Linked DNA regions of Mus musculus: regions 1, 2, 3, 4, 6 and 7 are each linked to region 5. A link is a contact called in public ChIA-PET, HiChIP or PLAC-seq, Micro-C and promoter capture Hi-C data. All regions are on one chromosome and are shown on one strand. The core of a region is the stretch at or near the end of the contact, and the rest is flanking DNA. Distances in the headings are between cores, read along the strand shown.

The links. Promoter capture Hi-C pulls out the DNA fragments that hold promoters and counts their contacts. Hi-C and Micro-C count contacts between places; a contact is called where the count stands out from the background. ChIA-PET counts read pairs in DNA pulled down with a chosen protein or histone mark. HiChIP or PLAC-seq counts read pairs in DNA pulled down with a chosen protein or histone mark. Capture Hi-C pulls out chosen DNA fragments and counts their contacts.
Region 1: a contact with region 5 is called in an H3K27ac HiChIP or PLAC-seq map of large pre-B cells, with 3 times the contacts expected there. The contact joins the promoter of 1500002C15Rik here to the promoter of Faap20 in region 5. A contact is called at or near these places in 2 of 39 promoter capture datasets (the C10 cell line and liver) and 1 of 115 datasets of contacts at active chromatin or transcription factors (large pre-B cells).
Region 2: a contact with region 5 is called in a Micro-C map of embryonic stem cells, with 2.1 times the contacts expected there. The contact joins the promoter of Ssu72 here to the promoter of Faap20 in region 5. A contact is called at or near these places in 2 of 39 promoter capture datasets (liver and neural stem cells) and 2 of 484 Hi-C or Micro-C datasets (the G1E-ER4 cell line and embryonic stem cells).
Region 3: a promoter capture Hi-C map of adipose tissue shows a contact between it and region 5. The contact joins the promoter of Mib2 here to the promoter of Faap20 in region 5. A contact is called at or near these places in 3 of 39 promoter capture datasets (the HPC-7 cell line, liver and pre-B cells) and 1 of 9 other capture datasets (adipose tissue).
Region 4: a contact with region 5 is called in an RNA polymerase II ChIA-PET map of memory CD8 T cells, with 6 read pairs. The contact joins the promoter of Cdk11b here to the promoter of Faap20 in region 5. A contact is called at or near these places in 1 of 39 promoter capture datasets (liver), 3 of 115 datasets of contacts at active chromatin or transcription factors (bone marrow-derived macrophages, memory CD8 T cells and microglia) and 1 of 9 other capture datasets (adipose tissue).
Region 6: a Micro-C map of embryonic stem cells shows a contact between it and region 5, with 1.7 times the contacts expected there. The contact joins the promoter of Atad3aos here to the promoter of Faap20 in region 5. A contact is called at or near these places in 1 of 15 datasets of contacts at CTCF or cohesin (embryonic stem cells), 1 of 484 Hi-C or Micro-C datasets (embryonic stem cells) and 1 of 115 datasets of contacts at active chromatin or transcription factors (embryonic stem cells).
Region 7: a contact with region 5 is called in a promoter capture Hi-C map of pre-B cells. The contact joins the promoter of Prxl2b here to the promoter of Faap20 in region 5. A contact is called at or near these places in 17 of 39 promoter capture datasets (the 3T3-L1 cell line, the C10 cell line, the HPC-7 cell line and 11 more), 3 of 15 datasets of contacts at CTCF or cohesin (embryonic stem cells, large pre-B cells and stem cell-derived epiblast-like cells), 29 of 484 Hi-C or Micro-C datasets (B cells, the Ba/F3 cell line, CD8 T cells and 13 more), 17 of 115 datasets of contacts at active chromatin or transcription factors (bone marrow-derived macrophages, embryonic basal ganglia, embryonic forebrain and 7 more) and 3 of 9 other capture datasets (adipose tissue, embryonic stem cells and liver).

The regions. Positions count from the first base shown.
Region 1 is chr4:155,733,110-155,735,809 of GRCm38.p6, reverse strand. It overlaps 1500002C15Rik (a long non-coding RNA gene), which reads left to right and starts at 1,368. Exons shown (of 2, transcript XR_001784583.2): 1 at 1,368-1,425. It overlaps Ssu72 (Ssu72 RNA polymerase II CTD phosphatase homolog (yeast)), which reads right to left. Exons shown (of 5, transcript NM_026899.3): 5 at 1,931-2,337. The coding sequence ends at 2,236. It overlaps Tmem240 (transmembrane protein 240), which reads right to left and starts at 1,006. Exons shown (of 4, transcript NM_001101506.1): 1 at 664-1,006; 2 at 306-412. The coding sequence starts at 720.
Region 2 is chr4:155,703,557-155,706,256 of GRCm38.p6, reverse strand. Ssu72 (Ssu72 RNA polymerase II CTD phosphatase homolog (yeast)) reads right to left here and starts at 1,442. Exons shown (of 5, transcript NM_026899.3): 1 at 796-1,442. The coding sequence starts at 875.
Region 3 is chr4:155,667,858-155,670,557 of GRCm38.p6, reverse strand. Mib2 (mindbomb E3 ubiquitin protein ligase 2) reads left to right here and starts at 1,339. Exons shown (of 20, transcript NM_001369164.1): 1 at 1,339-1,984.
Region 4 is chr4:155,623,507-155,626,206 of GRCm38.p6, reverse strand. It overlaps Cdk11b (cyclin-dependent kinase 11B), which reads right to left and starts at 1,353. Exons shown (of 20, transcript NM_007661.4): 1 at 1,266-1,353; 2 at 553-676. The coding sequence starts at 663. It overlaps Gm16023 (predicted gene 16023), which reads left to right and starts at 1,452. Exons shown (of 3, transcript NR_040441.1): 1 at 1,452-1,848.
Region 5 is chr4:155,248,532-155,251,231 of GRCm38.p6, reverse strand. Faap20 (Fanconi anemia core complex associated protein 20) reads right to left here and starts at 1,266. Exons shown (of 4, transcript NM_001190445.1): 1 at 1,170-1,266; 2 at 582-726; 3 at 196-476. The coding sequence starts at 1,231.
Region 6 is chr4:155,759,768-155,762,467 of GRCm38.p6, reverse strand. Atad3aos (ATPase family, AAA domain containing 3A, opposite strand) reads right to left here and starts at 1,276. Exons shown (of 3, transcript NR_027972.1): 1 at 1,182-1,276; 2 at 691-1,083. Atad3a (ATPase family, AAA domain containing 3A) reads left to right here and starts at 1,370. Exons shown (of 16, transcript NM_179203.3): 1 at 1,370-1,666. The coding sequence starts at 1,465.
Region 7 is chr4:154,897,739-154,900,438 of GRCm38.p6, reverse strand. It overlaps Prxl2b (peroxiredoxin like 2B), which reads left to right and starts at 1,396. Exons shown (of 7, transcript NM_025582.3): 1 at 1,396-1,496; 2 at 1,759-1,963; 3 at 2,260-2,311. The coding sequence starts at 1,434. It overlaps Gm52690 (a long non-coding RNA gene), which reads right to left. Exons shown (of 2, transcript XR_003955190.1): 1 at 2,389-2,700; 2 at 1-2,008.

The DNA.
Region 1 (2,700 bases), core at 119-2,618, 480 kb before region 5:
TCAGGCCTCCGGGCCCTGGACCAGGAGGCTCCTTGGCCCATAATGCCACCACCAGGCAGCCTTTTCTCTAAAGGAACTGGAGGAAGGAGTTCCTAACAGACTCAGTCATGCTTCCTTTCCCAGGGAGCGGCTGGCTGACCTAGGGTTCCCGTTAGCCACCCCTCCCCCAGCACCTGGCGGGCAGAAGCGGCCCCCATCATCCAGCCAGGCTCTGCGGCCCAGCCTGCTCCGGGCTCACCGGCCAAGTGGGGCCCGCTGCACAAGTGTGATCACGCGTGTAGTGCCTAGAGCCGGGGCGCACTCACCGGCCACAGTTGCAGTGGCAGACGCGGTCCTCGCCCCGCAGGTGCGGGAGGATGTAGTTATGGAATCGGTCCAGCAGCGCGTTCATGTCCATCAAGCACGCGATGGCCTGGAAGAGCCCATGACCGGTCAGGGCGAGGAGTGGGCCGGGCCGAAAGGGGTGCCAAGGGGGAGTACTAGACTGCAGGGGTGGGTGGGTGGGTGGGGAAACGCAGGGCAACCAGGGCGAGGGCAGCGCAAGATCGCAGCGAGGGCAGCGCAGGCCGCACGGGCCGGTAAACAAGGAAGCGAGGTGGGGTAGGCGCGCGCGCGGGCGGGCGGCAGAAGCAGGGGGCGCGCGCGGGAAGCCCCTCCGCTCACCATCACGATCGACGCCCCCAGAATCATGAAGATCATGGTGTTCGCACTCATGGACATCGGGCGGGGCCGGGCCGGGCCGGAGCGCCGCCCCCCGGCCCCGGTGCCCCTCCCGGCCCCGGCCCGATGCTTAGCCCGCGCCGCCTCCGCAGAGGTCAGCGCTCGCGCGCCGGGCCGCCGCGGACCCCGGGGGCAGGCGCGGGCACAGGCAGCCGAGATGTGGGGGCTGACGTGGGGTCGCTCGCCTGTCGCCCGTTGCTGGCAGCCCTCCGCTCCGCCCTCCGGTGCTCCCTGCGCCCGGCTCCCTGCGGTCTGCGCGGCGGCCCCCTCCCTCCTCCCTCTTCCCTCCTCCAGGCTTCTCCCTCCCTCCTTTTCTTCTTCACTATCTCCTCCCTCCTCCTCCTGCCTCCGCCTCCGGGGAGGGACTTCGCCGCCCCGCGCCAGCATCCAGGGGCGAGGTTCTCCACTCCTGTCCCTGTGACGCAGCCCGAGACCCCTCCCCTCCGGCCTCGGCTCCACATTGTGCCCCATGTCATCAGCCTTGGCTCCGGTCTCCCTGCCCAGTGCCGCGCTGGACTGGGCCTTGGCCTGGACCAGGTGGTCGTTTCTGCTCTACTTCCCCAAGTAAGGCCCCTCCTTCTGGTTCTCCGGGTTCCAGAGAGGGACAGGAAGTGTCAGCACCCGCCTCCTCCAGCAAGAAAGTGCCATCAGAGGAGGGGCCTGGAAAGTCAGAGGAACCAGGGACTAATGACTACATGAGCAGAGGTAGGAGGGCAGGAGGGTAGGCGATACGGATGCGATGCGGAATGGGCCAAGTATGCCATAAAGATCGTGGCAGTTGTGGGAAAGACTAGGCGATTTCTGAGGAGGAAGGGGTGCTGGAACAGCTGCCAGCGTCTATGATCCTCTTGTGGCTGCCGGTCATGCTGGGATTGAGTCCCAAGCCCTGTGCTGGCCACAGAGCTGACAACAGAAGAACCAACCCTGCCCTGTGTTGGAAAGCAGGAAGAGGACAGCTGACCTCCAGCCCCCCAAGTCCAGACCCCACTGTATCTGAAGGTTCCAACAGGAGTTCAGTTATATCAGCTCACACAGGCCCTGAGCTGTTAAGGCACCAGGGTCCGGCCCTACTTCTCAGAAGGGTGCTCTCAGGTTTATCACAGGGTTGGACTCAATGGCCGAGTAGTCTCTTCCTCAGCAGGGAGTCAGGCCAGGAATTCAGGACAAACCAAAGACTTCTAGCAGCACCTATTTTGTGGCAATTCCAAGGTTTTTTTTCCCCTTAATAAGACAGCCTGTTGCTTTATTTAGGTTTCTGTACAATTCAGCAGTGGAGAGAAAAGGGCCAACAACAGACACTTGCTGTAGGCTGTAGAGTAAACCATCTTTATTTCTTTTGGTTAAAAACAATGGATTTGAATCTGGCATTTCTGCGTACGTCTCATTCCATATGTACAGTACATTGATGATGTACACCTAGCAGTAAAAACAAATATCTGAAAGGAAAACACACTGAAAAAGTGGCTTCAACAAAGGTGGCTGTGCAGGGCAGGCCATGCACCGAGCACAGGAGGCTCAGTAGAAGCAGACAGTATGCAGAAAGGCCCGGCCACTCTTCTCCTCGAACTCCTGCAGCAGCTCGTCGATTTCATTCTCCATGTCCTCAGTGTGCTGGATCTGGGAAAAGCACGGCCTTGAGTGAACCCGGGCATTGTGACGCGCCTTCCCTGACCCTGCCCTCCACTGATCTTCACTTCTGCAGGGACCCAGGCTTCAGGATAGCTCCCTCACAGCCTGTTCCTACCAGACATATACAACATATCATAGGAGTACCCCATATTGGGAGTGGGACGGCTAGATTCAAAGGGAGGCCTGGACCCCAAGGCTGGAACTCAGGTTCTGTTCTCAGGCGTCGTAGGTACATGAAAGCCTCATCAACCAGTGCTATCCCAAATCTGCAATGAGTGAAGTGAGGCACACAGATACCGGCATGCATTTTCCTACAGTCGTCCAGTGTGAATGCTGACTATGCTTTGTGCA
Region 2 (2,700 bases), core at 193-2,692, 450 kb before region 5:
TACACAGAGACCCTGTTTTGAGGGTTAAAAAAAAAACAAAAAAAACCCGAAATTGCCAAAAAATAATATTTAAAAAAGTTTTAAAAGTTCACAAACAGTTAACTCTGGGGGAAAAAAGACATTTCTACTGCACTAAGTTGAAATGTACAAACCCCCATTTTAACTGTAATACAATGCATCAGTTTCTCATTTTGTCAAGAGATTTTTTTTTTTAAGATAAAATACTATCAAAGATGAATGCCCTACTAGAAACTGGTGAATTCGTGAAGAAATATGAGGAGGTCCCACTGAACCAAATGAATTCGTGTGCTCCAGAAATTACTGACTAAAGTTATGGGGCTGAGAGGGGTGGTGGCTGGTGCATGAGACTTGCAAACGAAGACAGCAATAAACAGTCCCTGACGTTAACACCTCAGATCACTGTTGTTGCTTCCAGACTCGTTCCATCTTGATGTGACGTGTGGAGAGCTTTCCAAGGTGGCCGGACGACACATATACGGGAAAGATAAACACCAGGCACCCTTCGCAGCACGGAAAGACCTTGGCCTACCCCGTGATACTGCCCGGTCGTCCAGCACCCAGAGGGCCCCAGCTGTCGTGTGGCCACCTCTAGGGTTTACGGGGATGCCTACACTACCGAGGGTGTCGCGCGCACGGACCCCACTGAGGGCTCGCTGAGCGTGGAAGCCGGGCGTGGCCCGACCTCCGCGGCCCAGTCAGTACAGGGTCGGGGTCTGGACAAGAATCTGTGGGAAAGAGGAGGGAGGGGCGGAGGGCAGGTGGAGCTTGCACTACCTGAGGATGTTGTGTGCTTCCATGCTCCGATTCTGGTTACTCGAGCACACCACCGCCACCCGCAGCGGCGATGACGGCATGGCACCGACCGAACTACCCACTGCTCTCGCTACGGAGCTCCCACCTAGAAGCCGGCTTCCGCGCGAGGAAGATGGCGGTAACCGGAAATCTGCGACACGGAAGTGAACGCAACGCAACGCAACGCAACGCGTGGGGAGGCCGACGGTGCTCTCCTGGGCTCGTACTGCAGCCGGCGCGGGAGGGCGACCGGCCGACGCCGAATCAGCCTGAGAGCAGCCGAGGCCGGCGGTCGTGGACCACCTTCGCCGGCGCGTGACGTCACAGGACCTGCGCCGGCAACTGGAGCGGTGTGAGCCGCGCCTGCGTCCTAATGTACCGTCGCCTCGGATGACGCGCTAGGCGCGGCGCTTGCGCAATACTGAAAACTTCAGTGGGACGGGCGTTGGGGCGGGTCCGGGGAGTCTCAAGTCCTTTCCGCGGCTTCTCTTGGTGTGGTTGGGACGTTTTTCATTCCGGTTTCCTCCAGGTGGTCACTCTGCCAATTTCATAGATGCACTGGGCTCCAGCACTTGGTTTGTGCCCTATCTCTATCACGAGTACCTTCCTCAGAGTCACTGGACTTCTAGAAGCACGTCACTTCCTCTGTGAGCCCGTTGCAGCTTAACATGTAAACGATATGAAAAATATGGGTGAGGTAGCGGGCTCTTCAAGTTCGGCCAATCGGAAAACTGGCAGGAAAAATCGCTTCTCTGTTGGAAGCCAGTTTAGGTTGCCTATTGAGAGCTCGATCTCAAGTGAGAGGGGGAGAGAGAAATAGAGTTGCTGCTGGGCGTGGTGCCTCACACTTTTCTTTAATCCTAGAACTCGGTAATCAGGTCGACTTACAGCCGGCCTACCTGCCTGGTGACCTGTCCCCTCTAGCTCGAATGGAATGGTCAAGAAGTGAAGGGGATTAGATAAGTTGTTTGGAGATTCTGAGAACTCCTTTAAAGTTGGAGCAGTATGAGATTGTCAGGGACAAGAAGGTAGATAATGTGTAGTAAGTATAACAAAAGCTGTGTTTTGCCGGGCGGTGGTGGCGCACGCCTTTAATCCCAGCACTTGGGAGGCAGAGACAGGCAAATTTCTGAGTTCGAGGACAGCCTGGTCTACAGAGTGAGTTCCAGGACAGCCAGGGCTACACAGAGAAACCCTGTCTCAAAAAAAAAGCCGTAGATTCAGTAATCTACCCTTTATTCCTATTATTCCTGTATCTTCCTCTTTTCTTTTTCATCCCTTCTCCCTCCTTTATAAAAGTATATTTTATTCGCTTATAGTAATTGTCTCAAAGACTACCTCTACCTGTTTGCCTAGGCCTAGAATCTTCTAGCCTCCATGCAACCTTTTTTTCTTTTAAAGTTTATTTATATATATGAGTACACTATGGCTGTCTTCAGTCACACCAGAAGACGGCATGGGATTCCATTACAGATGATCGTGAGTCACCATTTGGTTGCTGGGAATTAAACTCAGGACCTTTGGGAAAGCAGTCCGTGCTCTTAACTACTGAGCCATCTCTCCAGTCCTATTTTGAAACTAAATTTCCCACTATGAACCTCCTCATTGCTATTGAAGTCTGCCATCATTGTTCCTTGTGTTAATGAGGAGGAGAGTATTGAGAACCTGTTGCGAGTAAGCCCACAGAGACCATCACGTGGACACTCTGAAAGCCAAAAGGAAAGTCTTTATTTTTGCCTGCTAGCTGCACAGAGAACTTGCCCAAATCATGTAACCTTGAGCCTTGCAGCTCTTTGACTTTATGTACAAAGACCATCTTGATTGGCATGCTTCAGTTAGCGAGAAGCAGAACTGTGGAAGTCAAAAAGCAAGATTAGAACATTGAGG
Region 3 (2,700 bases), core at 90-2,589, 420 kb before region 5:
GAGAGTGTGCTCATAACAGGGAAGGCCCATCCCCTGCCAGTCCATTTCTGGTGTCTGGAGCCAGCCTGTAGGCGACTTGCAGGATAGGGTGTTCTTCAGGTATATCTCAGCGGCCTCTCAGCAGGTAGCAGTGTCTTGGAGGAGCAGTGGCAGGTGGCAGAACAATAGAGCCATCTAGGCAGGAAGGCTCCACCCCAGGTAATCTCCCTAGTGGCCTCAAGGTCAAGGTCTGGATCAGCTTGTTTCAGGCTGGGGGAGGTTACAGCTTATGGCACTGGTGTCCCCTCCCTCAACAAAAATAAATAAATGTAAAGAAAAGAACAAAGAACAATTACGATTGTGCCGGAATAGACTGGGTTCATATGTGGTAGTGTGCAGCAGTGGAATACACCTAGACAGCAAGCTGGTGAGGGGACAGTTACAATACATATGGAGGTAACTTGCACATGGGGGCAAAGCTTGTGGGGAGAGTTGCTGGAGAACTATGTTGTTGTGGTCTGAGGAACTTCATAGAACTGTCTAATACATGTAAATCAAGGCAGTATACTGTTTATAAACACAAAGGCCAGGATGACTGCTTGTTAACTTTATGCCTGTAGGACTAAAATCAGTAGCTGGGTAGGGGGTTGCTCAGTAGGTCTGAGTTGATTCCCACCCCGCTCCAGATAGAGGATAGGAAAACAAAAGAAAAAAGATGGGCGCAACTCTGATTATAAAATAAATTAAGTCGTGCAGGGTGTGGTAGTGCATGCTTTAATTTCCAGCACTCTCGAGGCAGAAGCAGGTGGGGCTCCATGAGCTCGGGGTCAGCAGGATCAACATAGTGAGGCCCAGGCTATGTTGCAATATGTTGCTACACGTTGCTACATAGTGAAACCTTATTTCAAAAAGAAAAAAAAAAGCCAAAAGAATTACTTTGGATGCGTTTTCGCTACATCTCTGGAAACCCCACCCATTTCAGGCAAGACGTCACCCGAAACTTCTGTCTCCAAGGCAACAGAGAGCGTCCTGGGAACTAGTACTGCGCAGGAGACCTGTGCAGGGCTGGCTCCGCCCACACGCACTTCCGGGTGCGACTTTGCGCCCATCCCCTTTCAACGCTCCCTCTCTGTTCCAAGAATGCCGAGACGCAGGCATTTCCAGTTTCTTCTTTAGAGAAACAGAGCTCCCGCTGACCATGCATAACGCGTCCGTCGGTCCCTTTGCTACCAGACCAGACGTGTACGTCATGCTCGGGGTGCCTTGGTAGCTATAAGCCCCGCCCCCTGACCCTAAGCATAGTGCGTCACGCGCAGAGCCTCCTGGGAGTCGTCTGTCCCGCCCCCGGGCTGGCTCTGCAAACTACAGCTCCCGGCAATCTGTGCGGCGCCCCGCGACTGTAGTCGGGGAGCCGTGGTGGGGCTCCCTGGTGGGCTAGCGCAAGAGAGGCGGCCTTGCTAAACACTGTTAGGGGGCGGAGGACGGCGGGCTGCAGCTGGCGTCTCGGTGGCGAGCCGAGGCTCCACTGTCAGCCTCTGCGCTGCTCAGGGGCGGGTATTCCTGGGCCGAACGAGCGCGGAAACTCTTGGCAAGTGGGGGGCCGGGCCGGGCGTCCTCCCAGCGACGGGGGCGGTGGCACGGGGCCTAGGGGTCCTGATCGTCCTGACGGGGCTGCGGTTTTGTTGGCTGACCTCGGCCCTTCAGCGCGACGGGCTTTTGGTGCTTCTCCCCCTGGACCCAGCTCGTGCCCGTTGCGCGTTCTCGGTGCGTGGGGGTGATGCAGCGTGTCCCAGCCACCAGACCCATGGGAGCTTTTTAAGGCGACCAGCGGCCTCTGTCCCTTCTCAGATGTTAACTGCGTCTCAGCACCCCTGGCCATAGGTTTGGATCTCCTGGGGCTTTCAGAGAGGAAGGTCAGCACGGCGGAGGCCAGTCCCAAGTCTCCAAGCATCAGGGCTCCTGCCCGATTCTCAAGGCGGGTGGGGGACACTGGACCTCCAGACAGGTGAGCGCTTGACAGTTCGGGTTTGGTTTGTTTCTCTTGAGGATGCCGTCTGATGTGTCAGGGTTTGTGTTTCTGTTTAAATGTGCTTGAGTGGACTGGGCAGTGAGAAATCGTCCTTTCTGCCTCCTTTGGGTTCAGAACCAATAAGAAAAGCAGAGATGCCAGGAAGGCTCTTAAGGAGCTAGTGGGCTTGGGGACAGAGCAAGATTGGCTGCTTATAGAATGTCTCCTGGCTATATATTCCACTGTGGCCTGTTGCTTCTGATGCAACAAGTATCTGAATGTCATTATCCCACCCAAGGTCAGCCCTAGGCAGGGTGGTGAACCCCAAGCTACAGTGTACCTAGAGTTCCCCAGAGATTAGTAGCCATGATACCCCTGAACCTTAATGATGTCCCCCAGCAGATGTCTTGGTGCAGGGTAGATCTGGTTTCCTGGCCTCTGTGTCTTCAGTTGACATTCTTGTTTGATTCTACTAGCATCTAGGACATCCACCTGCCTAGTAGGGGCCTCTGATGAACCAGTTTTGTTAGACATTTTTCAATTCAACAGTATCTCCGACACCACCAGAGGTATAGGGAGATATACTCGAGTCCTGAATCCTCTCTATGTCATGTAGTTTTATTCATTTGAATAAAGGCAATCTGCTAACTTTTATACTATAACATGACTTAATTTTTTTTTAAAGATTCATTTATTTATTATATGTAAGTACA
Region 4 (2,700 bases), core at 104-2,603, 370 kb before region 5:
TGATAAGGGTCATAAGACTATATGAACGTTAGTTTTTCTGAGCCAAAACTAAGACTTTAGTTGGATTTTTACACACGAAATACATCATACATATATTGACAATAAGAAGCACTTATATCAATGTTTCTTATCCAGTCACCTAAGGACTCTAAATATATCATCATCCAAAGCAAGGTAATTACAAAGCACTCATTTTAATTGCAAGGAAAGTTCCCACTTTATTAAAAATGCTTGGTAAATGGTATTATGAATATACTAATAATGAAATGAGAAAAATTAGTCTGGTGGCAGTAATGATTCTAGGTTCAGAATATTTTATTTTGTAACGAGATATTCTCATTTCGATACAGCTTCAGTGTGTTATTAATCTATCTTCAACGTCAACTGAGTATATGAATGTTTTTGTTAATTTTAGAATAGATTTTGGGCTCACCTGTGACATTTGGAAGTACAAAAGAACTTCACCGAAGAAGCGTTGTTCTAATGGAAAAATGAGGGCAAAGAAATTAAATCTTCTTTAAGAAAACCACTTACTTAAAAAACATAGCTTACATTTTTTAAGCGTTTTATCTCTGCTTTCTCCTCTTGTTCTTTCCTTCGTTTCTTTTCCTGGAGAATTTCATCTAACGTTTTCACTTTCCAAGAGTCCTTTTCATCACCCATTTGAGTTAAAACACTGCAAAAAGAAAAACAATTCAAGCAACCTCGGGACACAGAAAGCTACGGTCGGTCTGTCGGTCTGTCTTTTCCGAACACTTAAGTCTAATCGTTAGTGTTTCAGAGTAAGTCCCGGTAGGTCGGAAGGATTCTGCCTGAATACACTGTCGTTTCTGTCATTCCTGTAAGGTTTTGGGTAACTTAGTTTACCTCAGTGTTTTCCGTAAAACGCAACCATCATCATCCACGTAACGGTACTGTTCTAGGATGAAAGACCATCCAGGTCATTTCAGTGCCTCGCACTCAACACACTCTGCCTTAGGTGTCAAAAGGTTGTATGAGAAAGCTCCAGGACGCGGGGAGGCCTGGGTGACAGGTAAGATCAAGGTGCACTGTCAAGCGCGGGACTCCGGGGCGGGGTCCCACTTCTGAGGGTTCAGTCACGCAAACCTGAGGCAAGGGCCGGCTCCGGGGGCCGCCAGGCCTGCCGCCTCCACCGCCCTCAGCTCCGTGTGGAGCGAGACTGCTCCGCGGCAGCAGCGTGTCGCCAGCCGCGATTCTTCAGGGGCGCCGTAAACCCTGCTCCGAACCCCCGCGCCGCTACTCACCCCTGCGCCGCTACAGCCGCCGCAGCCGGTCCTGGAGTCTGGGAAGGAACAGCGCCCGGCGCGCGCCAGGATTGTCGTCACTTCCTCCGCGGAAGCGTGATGATGACGTACGACGACGACGACGAACCGCGTGTGCGCTCGACTTTTTTTGGCCGCCCCACAGTACCTTGCGCGCACCGGAAGTGTCCTTACATCGTGAGTTGGCTCCTGCCAACGACGCGAGGCTGGGCGGATAAAAGCGAAGTAGCGTCTGGTAACGTCCTGGGGTGTCTCCGAGAGATGACGTTTCGAGACGATGCGCTCGGCCGTCTGCGGAAACCGGAAACCGTGCCTCCCGCTGCACCTTCGCTCTGCCAGGCAGGGCTACCTCCAGGCACTCGGTAGCGTAGTCTGCAGGCCGAGCAGCATTTGCACTCGTGACAAGCTGCTTGTGCCACTCAACCTTCCGCAGCCAGACATTTGTTTCTACCCATCAGACTAATTGCTCTGACGTATAGACGCCTCCAAAGTGGCGTCGTGCCATCCAATGGAAAAACAAGTTGTCTTTCTGACCTACCCAGGACCCAGGAAGCTGAATTCACAGGTAGGCTAGTTAACATCCTATGATGAGGAAGTCCCCTGCACAAGAAAACATTGAAACGAATCCAGTTTCCTCAGCCAACCTCCTTAAAACAACCTCTTCTGCTTGGCCTACGATAGTGGTTGAGTCTTTATGTTATTGTTTTGCTTTGAAATAGAGTTTAGTACGTAGACCTAGCCTCTATTTCTGGCCTGTATCTCTGTATTCTTTTTGTTTTCTTTTCATTCTAAATGCTGAAGTGTCTAGACACTTCTCAAACGTGTACTTAAACCACCTGAAGGTCTTAAAGGTTTTTACGATTCCACTAAAAACCTATTAACCTATCAGGGCTTATGGAAGAGAGAGCAGAAAGGAAAATTCCAGCTGCTTGTTTTTGTCAGGTTATCCTGTGGGTATTGGGGAAAAAAACAAACAAACAAAAAGCAATGCCATGCATCAGTGGAGCACACCTTTAATGCCAGCACTAGGGAGACAGAAGCAGGCGGACCTCTTGTGAGTTTGAGGCCAGCCTGGTCTACAGAGCTAGTTCTAGGACAGCCAAGGCTACAAAAGCAGCTCTGTATCGTGAAACAAAAAATAGCAATATGATTAAATTTCTTGAGTTAGGGTCAGAAACAAACAAAATGAAAAGGAAACCACTGTTAGTTATGACTGTGAAATGGTAAGATGTGAAAGAATATAACAACTAGTGTATGAAAAAAATGAGGGATATTGGAGTGAAACACTTTGTGATCCCAGCTCTTACTTTGCCTCCAGAGTTATCAGTGACTTGGAAACTAAGTCTGATTTCAGTAGCATACATAACAGAGTTATACAAGCCAGGTGGTGGTGGCTCACATCTTCGATCTTATCACT
Region 5 (2,700 bases), core at 17-2,516:
AAGCTAAGAACAGATTTCAAGAAGTTGTCTTCTGACCTCCACATGCATATGTGCCATGCACACATATATGTAAATATTTATAATTTAAATTTTAGTTCTATAAACAAAAGGCCAGAGCCACATCCAGGCACTCTCTTAGCCTCCTAAGTCGGTGGACCTTACACCCTGCTAAGTCTTAAGTGATAGGACACTCACTTCGGGTCAAACGCCTTCTGGCACAACGGGCAACTCAGCAACGCAAGTGGACTCTGCACAGGCACACACTCCTGGGCGCTGGGAGTTCGACCAGAATTTAGTGCAGGGCATCCTTTCAGGGATGGAGTAGGTGACCCCAGGGAGCCTTCAGGTTCACAGAACAGGTGGCGGGAGCTTCCAGAGCCACGAAGGGCAGGTGGCAAAGGCGTCCAGGAGAAAGTCTTGGATCCCACAGTGAAGGCCTCAGGAGGCACAGTGGACTCTGGGTCAGGTAGAGACTCCTGAAAAGTAAGTCCCCATAAGGTCACAGCCACCAACACCATGACCTCCCCCAGGGCCTGAGAACTCTCTCCCAGGTCATCCTTCTTTAGTGCTTTTGGACACACCTGGCTGGGAAAAGCAGGCAGCGGTGGTAATGGCTGACGGTTCGGGGTCCAATCCGCGGTCCCGCTCACGGTGCTGCGCAACAGAGCAGCCCAGGGCTCACTCTTACTTCCCTCCGAGAGAAACCAAGGGCGGCAGTTAGGGGGCCTGGGAAGCACAGGAAGAGTCAGCCGGGGCATCCATGGTAGAGATATCGTGAAGAGTTGATTCTACAGTGAGGGGTACCAGGGCTAGGGAGCAGGTCCACAATGGGGTAATGGAGGAGGGAGTCCATAGTAAGAGACCGGGAAGGAACCTCACTTAGAAGGGTAAATGGACTCTTGGGGGAAACGGAGCCTGGGGCTGAGAAAGAAGTGGATAAATGGGCGACGTGAAGAGGGGTGGCGGAGGTGGTGGTGGGGAACAGCAGCGTTGGGGCGGAAGAAGCGACCGCGCCCCGAGAGAGGCGGAGCGCGGCTGGTAGCGAGATGCACGCGTGCGAGGAACCCCGCAGCTAGGCGGGAACATCGAGGCGTCCCCATCGCCTTCCCGGTGTCTCAGCGCCTTCCAAAGCCCCCAGGACCCCACCCTTCCGCTCTGTCCCGCCTCACCCGCCCCCCGCGGGCGGCCTCCGACGGCTCAGCCTCCCCCGCAGTCTCCGCTCCTCCTCCATCCTTCTCCAAACAGCGTCCGGCGGAAGTGAGACTTACAGCCCGGCCCGCCCTCCGACCGGGATCCGCTCCGGCGGCTTCCAGACCCCCCCCACTCTCCGCTCTGCCAAGTGCCAGCTCCCCTTTGTGGCGCTGGAAATCTAAGGCGCCGAGATCCCAACCGTTGGGAACACGAGGCTGCCGCCTTGAGGGAGAGGCGGGACAGGGCGGAGCTGCCCTCCAGTTTGCAGGGGTGCGAGATTGGGCCACTCGAGCCTGTGCAGAGCCTGGGCTCCCTTCCGTCAACACGTGCAGAGAGCTGTCAGGCTTGCCCTGCCGGTGGCACCTCCCAGACAATGCCCTGCCTCAGTTTCCAGTTCTGTAGTCTTTTTCAGGAAGGCCCCATGGATAGGACCAAATTCTCAGGCCCAGTTTTGCCAGCATCTTCTTCTTAAAGGAGGAACTGGGTTTTTCTACCAAAGAGAAGAGCAATCAAACCGCAAAGCCCAGGGGACGAAGGCTCAGAGTGAAAAACCCGGGCTTCCTACCTAACCAATATCCCGTCCTGCAATCCTGCAGCCCATCACTTGGTGGCAGCAAAAGTCCAGGCACTTTGATGTACGCATTGGGATTCGCTAGTAGCTTTCTACTTCACAGCCCCCAGGGGTCAGGGCCGTTCCAAACGCCTGTCCTGCAACCATCTGACTCGCAGACCCTTTTCCTGGGTCTTCCTCCAGTCAGAGCTTTGCACCCCATCCTTAGGTGAGATCACACACACACACACACACACACACACACACACACACACACACACCGTGTGTACTTCCAGGTTCCACATCCTGGAAGTTGTGTCTAGACCAGGGTCTGGGGATGGTTTCTGCACTAAGGTTGTCTTCTGTCTCTGCAGACTTGAAGAGGAAGAGCAAGTTTAATCTCGGAGAGCGCATGTATTTGTGCCGTATGTGTCTGGTGCCCACAGAGATTGGAAAAAGGTCTTGGACCGCCTAGAACTGTGGTTACAGACAGTTGTGAGCTACCATGTGGGTGCTAGGAAATGAACCTGAATCCTTTGCAAGAACACTGGCACAGACCTTTCATCCCAGTACCCAGGAGGCAGAGACAGGAGGATCTCTATGAGTTTGGTTTATGGAGTGAGTTCCAGGAAAGCAGGGCTATGAAGAAAGATCCTGTCTCAAACAAAACAAAACAAAAAGTTGAATTTGGGCTAGGGAGGTGACTCAGTAGGCAAAGTGTCTATGCAAGCATAAGGGCCTGAGGTCAGTTCTCAGAATTGACATGAAACCATGCAGGACAGCGCAAGTCTGGACTCCAGGTGTGCTGTGAGAGGAGAGGCAGAAACAGGAGGTTCCCCTCGCCTGAAGCTTTTGGGACTTGTGGACACAGTGCCTTCACAAGGTGGAAGGCGAGGTTGTCCTCTGACCTCCACCACGGTGTGTGTGCCCACCCTCACAACACACAGGAAGGAATTTTT
Region 6 (2,700 bases), core at 27-2,526, 510 kb before region 5:
GAAATGAACTGTTGATTTTCAGACAACATAGACAGGAGTTGTTCCAAAGAACCATTTCTAAACAGGTCTACCTCCCCCATATCCTTTTTCCACTATCTCTGATGGGTGGTGGGCTATAAGGAAGGTTACAGCACTCAAGAACTATCATTAATAGTAAGATTTTAAAAAATTAAAGTTTTATAAAAAATAAATACGACTAATAACATACCTTCAACTTCCTTTTTTATCATTTAAAATTGCCTTTTGTCCAGTGTTAAAAAACAGTCCAAACAATTCTGTGAACTCAACCGGTTTTATGAAAGATGCCTGGACCCAAGACGCTGACTTTGGTAAATGTGGGTTCCTAGTGACAACTGCCACTGTCCATGCTACCTTCCACTTGCCCAAAGGTTAGGTCAACCCTAGGTCCAGAGCAGGCACCTGGCTCAGCAGGCTCCCAAGGAGCGCTCACTGGCTAACAAGCACAAGCCTGGAGCACCAGCCCTCACTCTAAGTAGCTCCTGAGTGTAATGTACCCTCTGCAGGCTCTGGGAGTCGGCTTGGCTTTCTGGCTTGTACTGCAAAGCAGCAGCATGCCAATAGCCGCCGTGGGTTGCCAAAACACCAAAGAGGATCGGGCTCAAAACACCGCCTGAGCAATCGTAGCAGAATGGTGCAGGATTGTTTGTCAGAGGCGCCCAAGTCTCTGACCTAAGTAACTCTCTTATTCTTATGCACGCTTGGCTGTAGGAGCCGCTGGCCTGGAGACGCTCAAAGCAGCCACAGATATACATGAATCCGGCTCCGAGAAAGCGTGGGGTCACAGCAGGGGTGCCCGGCCGGTCGAGGGGCGCCAGGGACCCCTTCTCTAGTCCTCCCGGCTGGAGGTCTCACCCCGATTACTTCGCCCTTAGTTGCAGTGACCTGAGGCATCTCAAGTCCGGAAAAAATTAGCTCCGGGAGACCCACAGCACCTTCAGGTTTTCCCTTCCTCTTCTGTTCTTTGGGTAGGATTCACAGCAGAAGAGTTCTGACCCTCCGTGGTGTGAGTCCAGTGTCTCTGATCGTCTGTGGGCTCTGTGGCTGGGGCGTCTCCATAAATGCCTATAGCGACAGGTACAGAACGACCCCAGAGGAATAGCACCTTTGCTTAAAAAAAAAAAAAAAAAAAAAAAAGTTTTCTAGGATGAAGGCACACCCACCTCGAAAACTTTGCTCCTATTTGCCTGGTCCAGGAGCTCTGTCCAGTTCCGCCTCCTTAGAAAGCTGGGCAAATCGTGCCACCGACGCCACTGGCGTCCCTATGTCAGCGGCCAATCCGGCGGCTGAGAACGTCTTGACCCTCCTAGGTTTCCGTCGTCCAGAAGGAAGGGGTGTGGCTCGCGCCTGCGCAGTGAGTCGCGCCCGCGGCGCGTGGTGACTGCGAGGAGCCTCGCGAGTCACGCTCCGGTACGGTCCGCCGAGGGCGCGCGGAGCTTGCAGACCATGTCGTGGCTCTTCGGCATCAAGGGCCCCAAGGGCGAAGGCACAGGGCCTCCGCTGCCCTTGCCGCCCGCTCAACCCGGGGCGGAGGGCGGCGGTGACCGCGGGGCGGGAGACCGGCCATCGCCCAAGGACAAATGGAGCAACTTCGACCCGACGGGCCTGGAACGTGCGGCCAAAGCGGCTCGCGAGTTGGAGCACTCGCGTGAGTGCGCGGGCTGGGCTTGGCGGGCCGAGGCCCTGGGAAATGGGAGGTTTCTCTCGGAGGCACTAGCTGCTGCCCTTAGGACTTTGGTCCTCTTGACGTCTTAGCAGCACAGTGGTCGTTCGCAGCCGTACCTTTCAGGTGACCTGAATGGCCGCTTATGGGACATTTGGTCATAGCCGTCCTGCATTGGGGGAGACCCCGATCCTGCCACCCTCTTGCACTTGTAGCTGTCAACACGTAGGTCGTAGGAGAGACCCTGTGCCAATGTTGGCCTTACCTACTTTACTGTTGGGCTTTCTAGCTGCCTCCACGTGGTGCAGGCCAAAAGTCATAGCCAGGTCAGGCGATCCTGTGTTGTGGTAGTTAATAGCAATCTCTCACTTAAAAAGGAGAGAGTAGATGTCGTGTTTACTATTGGATGATAGCATTCCACTGTGGAACGTGAGGTGAGGGTGTCCGTAAAGGTTGATCCTCTCTGAGACAGATTTTAGCATTGATGGATCCCAAAGGCCAGGACTTTTCCCAACAAATGACACATTTTTGTTTTGATGTTGACAGTTTGTGCCAAAGTGTAATGTAAGGTGGATTTTTTTGATTATTTTGCTTTGTTTGTTCTTGTTTTTATAAAGACTGTGCAGCCCTGGCTGAGACTCCTGTAGACCAGGCTGTCAGAGAAATCACAGCTCCACCTGCCACGGCCTCCTGAGGCGTGTGTCACTATGCCTAGCTAGTTGAAATATTTTTAAGAGCCTGCAGGGGGCTGCAGAGATGGCTGAAAGGCTAAGAGCACTTGTTGCTATTGTAGTGGACCTGTGTTCAATTCTGTGCACCTATATGACAGCTCAAAACCTTCTGTAACCCCAGTTTCAGGGCATCCAAGGACTCCTCTGGCTTCTAAGGGTACCAGACATATACATACTTATATGCAGGCAAAAACTCAAATACATAAAAAATTTTTTAAAAGCCTGAAATGTCAGCTTTGTTGAATGAATACTTATTGAAGGATGTTTCCATTCTCAATTTTGTGTTTA
Region 7 (2,700 bases), core at 147-2,646, 350 kb after region 5:
AGCACTTTCTGCAGACATCTTCCCATGCTCCTGGGACCCTCGCATTGTACCCCTCAACACTTAACAGGAAGCAGAGGAAGCCCCATCTCTGGATTTCTTCTGGTGGTGCTTCCAGGACCAGTTGCTCTACAGGACCAGCTCCTCCTGATTCTGCAACTTTATTTTCTTTCCTTTTTTAAAATGTACCTTTGCACACCTGTGTGCACTTGTGTGTGCCCGGGGAGTCCAGCGGTTGAGTGTTTTACTCAGTGCCTCTCAATCGTATTTCTTGAGACAAGGTCTATTGCTGATTCTCATGCCTTTGCTTCCCCCAGGACATGGGATTACAGGTCTCTGTCATTTTACCGAGTCACCTCCCCAGCCTACTCTTGCTTGCATAGGTTTGGGCCCAATGTGAGTGCCTGGTGCCTGAAGAGACCGTAAGGGAGCATCAGATGCCCTCAAGCTGGACTTGCAGAGGATTGTGAGTCGCTGTAGGGATGCTGGGAACCAAACCGTGGGCCCTCTGCAAGAGCAGCTAGTGCTCTTAACCACTGAGCCATCTCTCTAGCTTCTCCTTTTGACACAGTGATATGTATGGTTCCTAACTTCCTGCCTGGCTGTTCAGCCTCAGCTAGGTATCTTGTGGTGGCTCTCTTCCTTTCCTAGCCTCTACATCTGTCAGATGCTTGAACATGGCCCTAGAAAGCATCACAGGGCTTACTTAGTGAGGAAAGGACAGAACACGTGGATTCCTGAGCCTTCTACTCTTCCTAGGGACACACCACTGCGAGCTCCTGTTTATCTCCTTTGGATTGTTGTACATGAGAGCCCGTAGTTTAAAAACTGACATCCACACAGCAGGAAATGGTACTTTACGATGGAAGTTAATAGGATTTCGCGAAAATGCAAAGCAGGAACTTAGACTTGGAAAGGCTGGTCCTTTCACTACTGTAAGTGCCGGCTGCCCTACTGTTCCTCACACTAGTGATTTGTGAGTTCGATTCCCCGTTTCAACTTTTTGGCTCTAATTCTACCACCCTGCTGCACTACTAGGGACCACCTGATGCTAGTGGAGAGCTACGCAAACGCTAGAGAGCCACGCAAACGCATTCTGCGCAGGCGCACCGCTTGCAGACTGTCCATTGAGCTTTACCTGCTACGCCATTGGCTAATAAGCTTATACATATGAGAACAACCTAGGCTTAGGCAAAGAGATCTGCAGTGATTGTCTCTTTGGAGAGAGGGTGTGCCTGTATACTAATATCAGGGGCGGAGCCTGGGGCGAGACAAGCGCACAGTCATGTGACCTGAACCCCCTGGAGGTGGTGCCCACCAGGACTGGGGCGGGATTATGGGCGGGGCATAGGCTGGCTGAAGAGGCTGCGCAGGACAGAGTGAGCCTCCCCAGGCTGCGAGAAGGGACCGTGGAGCAGAAAGGGACGGAGGAGGCCATGAATGTGGTGGACCTTGGTCGCGTAGGAGCGTGTGTCTTGAAACATGCAGTGACTGGGGAGGTGAGATTTGGCTCGCGCAGGGCGGAGAACGCCTCCCCTAATACCTGGCCCAGAGCCTTGGCAACTCACATGGGTTGGAGTGGAGGTCCTGAGGGGTCCTATGAGTTCGCGTACTGGGCGTGGGTACAGCTCATGGTCCACAGAGGAACCATCAGGAGGACCAGTCAGCTGCGAATCTTGGAGCAGCACGCTGCGGGACATGTGAGGCTGCCGGGCATAGGGGGTTGGTGAGCCCATGTCCCCTGACCGATCCATTCTGTAGGCTGTGGAGCTGCGGAGCCTATGGCAGGAGAAAGCTTGTGTGGTGGCCGGTCTGCGACGCTTCGGCTGCATGGTGTGCCGCTGGATCGCCCAGGACCTCAGCAACCTCCGGAGCATCCTGGACCAACACGATGTGCGCCTGGTGGGCGTGGGGCCTGAGGCCCTGGGCCTGCAGGAGTTTCTGGATGGTGGTTACTTCTCAGGAGGTGCGACTCTTCCCGGACTCAGAGCCTGGGCTGACCTCTCCCTTTCTAGGCCCAACAAGAACATATTCATGTGTCAGCATATGCAGCTCTTCCCTGCCCTGCCTTCAGCCTGTGCCCTGGCTGGTGCCCAGACCTAGTGGCAAAGTCCCAGTGACTCTTGCCCTTCCCGTTTAAGCAGTGGTGACATTCAATCCTGCCTTGCTACTCATGGCTTGGGTGGGTGGAGCTGGATACAGTAAGTGGAGGGGACAGACTGTAGGAAGCCTGGGGCACATAGCTGTGGCTTTCCTTTCTAGAACTCTACCTTGATGAGAGCAAGCAAATCTATAAGGAGCTGGGCTTCAAGCGGTAAGTGTGACTGTTTGTGGGCATGAGTCTAACCAGGGACAACAGGAGGACAGAGTGGCCACCGCTCTCTTATGTACCTTCTTGCTACTGCCATCTGCTCTGCTCTCCAGTTTGTCTCATGGAAACTGACACTGGTGCTTCAGCCAGCCCTTCTTTGAGTCTTCTAATGGGTGTTGGTCCAAGGCAGGCCTGTCCTCAGAAGTCTGCTATTTCATAAACAGGAGGGACCTTGGAGCCCAGTGCCTTAGCCATGGCTCATTGCAGTCCTCTGTTGCCACAGACTGCCTGTCATGATAGGCAGTGCCGGCTAAGCGAGATCCCTGGGCACACCCAGCTTGGAGCTCATTCCCCACACTCCACACCACCTCTCCAGGGCCCCCAAGGCTAGC